2 separate regions of the Mus musculus genome follow, and region 1 is linked to region 2. The links are chromatin contacts, called in public Hi-C maps. All regions are on one chromosome and are shown on one strand. Each heading gives the region's core, a stretch centred on a gene start, on an enhancer-like site or on the middle of the called end of the contact. The rest is flanking DNA. Distances are from core to core; before and after follow the strand shown.

Region 1 (2,923 bases), core at 251-2,750, 160 kb before region 2:
GTCTACTAGCGTTTCAATAAGAAACAGCATATTGCTTCGCATCAAGGAAAAACAAAGTTTACTTATTCAAACAGGAAGACCTGCAAAGAAAAGGTGCTGGCTTGGACTAGTCCAACAGCCCCACCCTCAGCCCCACCCCCAACCTCCACCCACCCTGATGTGATATCTGTGCTGGTGGTGATTCTCAGGATTCCATTCCTCCGGAATATTCCTTGCAGTTTCTCACTAGGATGCCTGGTACGGTCCTTACCCTCAAGACAGTTCCAGCCTAAGAGGATACAATCAGGTTCCTGCCAGGCTGGTACATCGATGTCTACAGGGACCAAAGCCCCCCAGGCCATACATAGCATCCTACTTGGCACAGAAGGACTGGAGGTCCCCTGACCAAGCCACCGTCCTTTACAGACACACTGTGTGAGAGGCTGGATCTGGGAGGGTGTTCACAACACAAGGGAGAGCACCACTGGGCTCTGTACCCCAGCCTGCATCTCCTTGCTCCTTATGCGTCCTCAGTCCTCTGGACCCTCTGCTTGGGAGGTCTCCTTCCCCCAAAGGGATATTGTGGCCCAGCTTGGCAGGGAGCTGGAAAGCCAATGCTGAAGAGAACTGACCCTACCTTGAACTTTGCTGGCAAGGAAGTATAGTCCATAAGGGAGTCTGGGCTTCCTCACTCTCTTGGGCGGTAAATCAACCTGGGAACTGGACAGGGCGGGCCTGCCAGGGCTCTGGCAGAGGAGGTCTGCTTAGAGGAGCAGGAGGGATGTGAGCAGAATATGTGCATGTGTGTGTGGGGTGTGTGTGTGTGTGTGTGTGTGTGTACAGGTATATATGTGTATCTGTGGGTGGTAAATCATGTGTGTGTGCCTATCTATGACACAGAAGTATGTATATGTATGTGTATGTGTATGTGTATATGTATATGATGTTGTATATGTATATGATGTTGTATATGTATATGATGTATATGTATATGTATATGTATATGTATATGTATATGTATATGTATATGTATATGTATATGTATATGTATATGTATATGTATATGTATATGTATATGTATATGTGGGTGGTGTATCTTGTGTTTTCGAGTGTGTGTGTGTGTGTGTGTGTGTGTGTCCACAGGATACACATATGTATCTGTATCCATGGATATTGCATCTTGTGTTCTCTTGCAGAAACTGATTTGTTTGCTTTAAGATTCTTGCAGCTTGGGATGGGGGGTGGAGGTAGGGTGAATAACCTGAAAAAGACAAGATTTTCCCATACCTTCCCTGAGAGAGGGACTCCCTGAGAGAGGGCCTCGCCGAGTCCTCCACCCACACAAAAACTATGGACACCTCCTTCCTGCCCAAAGTGTCCTCTGTCCTGAAGAGGTGAATCACTGACACTCAGCCCTCTAATGCAAACTGACCCCTCCCTGAGGACACCCCCATCAGGAGACCTTGCCAAGGGACTGAGAGGTCTGCTAGAAAATTAACACTGAGGTATGGCGCCCCCTTGTGGTCCCTGCCATGGATCCCGTGGATTATGGGGTCAGGGCCGCAGGATGACACAGCTCCACAGACAGCAAGCTTCCCACCATGGGTCAAGAGTTTAATCAGCAAAGTGTGATGAAAAGTCAGCTCTGGATTGTCCAAAAGGTCCTGAGTGATCTAAGCAGGCCGCATGGCTAGTGTGTCTGGAAGCCAGGGGCCACAAAAGGTCCTAATAGGACAAGAAAGATCTGCCCCCTCCCCCGACCCCTCCCCCGACTTCAGTATTTCAGGGGTTTGCTAGGAGAGGACAAGGGACCACGGGCTCAGACTTGTCAGAACTCTACCCCACCATTTCCTCTGACCTTCAGAGGTGGCCTCACTGCCCAGGGTTGCTTTGTATCTTCACTCTCAAATTCACCCCAATTTTGCCTGCACGTGTCAAAAACACAGGATGCATCACCCACTTGTGTATGTGCAGGAGTCATCTTCAGGTGTCTCCCTGGGGGCGGAGGGGGTGTCACTGGAAGCTAGGCTGGCTGGCCAGTGAACACGGGATCTCTGCTTCTCTCTGCCTCCGGTTCTAAGGTTACAAATGCCTTTGCATTATCTCTAAGATGGAACTCCCATGCATTCTTCATGCTTGTAAGGCAAGCACTTTACCAGTTAAACCATCTACCAAGCCCTTTATGTATTTTTTAAGGCCTGCCCTGGGTACCTGAGCTGCTCTGGAGTCCACAGGGCCAAGCCTTGGCTCAGACTCCAAGGATGAGACACCCACCCACCCCCGCCCCCATGAGGACCTGGAGGGGCTAACAGGTCCCAGGGCCACATCCACTGCTCTGGAGTTTCACTCTGAGGACAATCTTGTGAGATTCTTACAGGAGGAGGAGTCTGTGGGACAGCATGCCTTCTGACCTCAGATCTGAGCCACAGGCCAGTGGTGAGACCCTCCCTCTGTCTAAAGGTCCCCATGCCCGCATGCAATGTGGGCTGTGGCAACTCGCTCAGCAATGCAGATGCAGCCAGATGTTTGGGATGTGATGGAATGTTAGTGTAGGCAGGGGCGGGGCGGGGGAGGGTTCTAGGACTTCCAGCCAGATTTCTGACATCCTTGTGAAAAGCAGCTATGGAGATGTAGGCCAAATCTCCTCCTTGGAGACCAGGGATGGGGGATTTGTGAGGGAGGGCACCAGAGACCAGATGTGATGGAGCAAATGCAGACAATGCACTGGACTCTTGGTGCAGAGGAAGGCCGAGGGGAGTCAGCCTGCTAACCTAGGATGCTCACTGTGCAGAGAAGAAGGGGTGTCTGTGGGGAGGAAGTGGGTGTAAAGAAATGTAACATGACTTTTAAAAAATCTGTCAGTTTGGGAGCATACAGCAGCTGCATGCCAAGGATGGAGGACAAGCAGGGCTGGTCTCTCCTTCGTCCTCCTGGTCTCTGTCAG
Region 2 (2,927 bases), core at 33-2,532:
CCCAGATGATAGCCATGATAAAATGCCTTGAGAAGCCCAGGCCTGTCGAACACCCTCCTCCACAAGGACACAGACCCATTTTAGGCAAAAGTGTGGAACTCTCCAGCCACCGAACTCCGCTGAGCAGGTGCACGGTCCTCCAGCAGCACCCTGCTTGCTGCTGCAGAAGTAACCCAGTGACCAAATAGGGAGCCAATAAATAGGAGTCATTACAGGATAACGAAATGTTTGTGCTTAAAGTGGGGAGGAATTCTAGTGCAGGTTGTAACATGGAGAAGATGCTGTATTCCAGGAAATAAGCAATATACAAATGATAAATGCTGCCAGTGACTATCACAGGGTATGGTGGTGTGCGGGCCGCTAATCCCAGAGCTCTGAAGGCTGAGGCAGGGGGATTACTGCAAAGTTGGGGTCAGCATGGACTTCATAGTGAGCACACACACTTAAGACAGTGTCTCAAGAGATCAGAATGTGAGGATGTAAATAAATACCATGTGGCATCATGTGTGTGATGTCCCGAAAGTTCTTTATATCAAAGTAGGATGGCAGGTTTCCGGGGCTGAGCGGGAGACCAGCGGTTTGTGTCGAATGGAGTTGGGCTTAGCCTGGGAAGATTTCTGAGTAGTGATAGCTCCTCAGAAATCATCATTATGAGTGAGTGTGGTCGGTGCATTGAACTGTGTACTTAAAAATGGGTAGCATGGGAAATACCATTGTGTGTGTGTGTGTGTGTGTGTGTGTCTGTTATATTCTATCACAATAAAATAGAAATAACATTTTAACCTCACACTAACTAATAACACAAACACAAGAAAACCTGCATTTGTCACCTGCTCCTGAGCCTCCAAGTAGCCCCTACTAACTAGTACCTTAGCTAAACAAAAGCAATTCAGGGTATCTGAGAGAAAGTGGTGTTAGTAAGACTAGTTGGGGGGCAGGTGTTGCATATATAAGCAAGGCTACTTACAAAACCACCAACTGTTGGCTGTGTGATCTTAGGCCAGTCACTCTACTTCTTTGGGGTCCAGTCTCCCTTACTCTTGAATCAGACCATTTCAGACTTTTGCCCCCTGAGCTTGTACACCCTGAGACTTTGGAATTCCATTTTTAAAATCTGAGGTTAGTGGTTAGTGTGATTTCCTTACTGCAGAGGACAGTACTGCATCCTCTGTGTCGTGGCATCTCTCTGGCTTGCCCCTGCATGTGCTCACACATGTGGAAAGAAGAGGTTCTGTTGAGCCTTTTCCTAATAGAGAACACATTGTCCACTTGCCTTTGAAGTCTTTCATCTGCGGCAAGACCACAAGGGGGCGATGCTCGCCGGAATCTTCCAGCATGACGCTGAGCACCTCCTTCAAGGAGGGGGCTTTGTTCTTTCCTCGGAGTTTGGTAGGGTCTTGTCCCTGGAGGCTCCAGGGGGGTGGGGGAGCTCCCACGTTTTTTTCAAGGGTTGAGCACTCACGGGGGGGGGGGGGTAGGGGGGCACGGGCGGCTGGAGAACCGAGACAATTCAAAACCAGAATATTTGCAATCACCCAACAGACTTCACAAAACAATGAAACAATGATTTCAAGTCAGGTACTTGACTATGCTGGAAGGAAGAATTAAGCAGGGCCAGCAGACCAGCTTACAGTCTTGCCTCTCAAAGGCAGGCTCAGAGCTGCGGCATTTTTAGACCTAGAAGCAGGGATGGCTCACTCACTACTGGGGCTTGATGTCACCTCAGTGTGACCTTCTGAAATGCTGGGTAACTTGAAAACTGCAATGTTAACAAGAAAAGGAAGAAACATTGATGTTTTTTGCTCAAACACGTTATTCCTCTACCTTGGTGGACACTGGGGGGTTATGTCCTGTGTCCTGATACAGTGTCTTCATTTGATGACACAGCCACTTTTGTGGTTGGGAATACCCTCCACGTCCTGCAGGAGATGTTATTTCTTCCTTCAAGGCTGACACCTGCTGCCATTCTGGTATCTGCTGCTTGCCAGACCCCATCAGCCTGACTCTGTGACTGACAGCCCTAAAAATGCTATCCATGGCCTTGGTGACATTGGGGGAACCGAGTTTCTGCTAGCTCTGGTGCTCTTCCCCAAAGCATGCACTGGACTTTTATTTCATTGATTTTCAAGAGCTTTTTTACATGCTCGTTTTAACAGTCTCTCTCCTTCCTTGTCCCATAGATGCCCCACACACTAGTGATGGTACATTCCCCAAAGGTACATAATCCTTTTGCCTGTGATCAGCTGTGCCCAGTGCTGTCAATCATCAAACAGGGCTAAAAATAAAGACTGGACACGACTGAGCTCAAAGACAAATGTGTTGTGTCCATATTTCAGCCCCAACTTATGATATGCATTTATAAACGTCTGAATGTGAGTTCCTCACTAAGTGAACACTCACTGAAAGCCTCGTGTGGGCAAGACAGAGTTTACTAAGCCTCAGGGTGCTGCAAGAAGAGACTCAAAAGCTACTCTGACCTTGGTAAATACGTCTATGGGACACAGACCCATGCACCAATCAGTGTGGAAGATACAGGTTACAGCCTGAAGCTTGGGAAGCTATCTTGCACGTGCACTGGGACTTCCTGGCTAAATTAATGTACTCGTTCATTCATGTAGCCTATGTGCACCTGACATTTACCAAGTGCCTGGGCCATTTCAGGTACTGAGGCAATAAGACAAGACAGATCCAGTACAGACAGGGAGACCAAAACAACTGGAGACCCTGCCAATTCCCCCTGTCCCACATGGAGTCATAGGGGACTTTCCCTACACAGAAACAAACAACGAAACGGACTAAATGTATGAAACAATGGGTTTCCAAACCCCAGAGCACACATTGAAGGCCAGCAGTCACTGTGGGGTGGCGGGTGTAAGGTGAGTCCCAGAATAACCCCGTTTACTGCATTGCCTTCAAGACACCATACC

The links. A called contact is a pair of places that touch in the nucleus more often than the background predicts.
Region 1: a contact with region 2 is called in a Hi-C map of uterus, with 3 times the contacts expected there. The contact joins two enhancer-like sites. A contact is called at or near these places in 4 of 484 Hi-C or Micro-C datasets (liver, nephron progenitors and uterus).

What each region holds. Positions count from the first base shown.
Region 1 is chr1:91,912,593-91,915,515 of GRCm38.p6, reverse strand. No RefSeq gene overlaps it. Among named protein-coding and RNA genes, the nearest start is that of Gm46242, 34 kb to the right of the region's middle. Within about 2 kb of position 1,500, at least 19 of the 459 cell types and tissues checked have an H3K27ac peak or open chromatin away from gene starts, as enhancers often do. A contact at or near this core is called in uterus, where this site is marked.
Region 2 is chr1:91,753,651-91,756,577 of GRCm38.p6, reverse strand. No RefSeq gene overlaps it. Among named protein-coding and RNA genes, the nearest start is that of Twist2, 46 kb to the left of the region's middle. Within about 2 kb of position 1,282, at least 19 of the 459 cell types and tissues checked have an H3K27ac peak or open chromatin away from gene starts, as enhancers often do. A contact at or near this core is called in uterus, where this site is marked.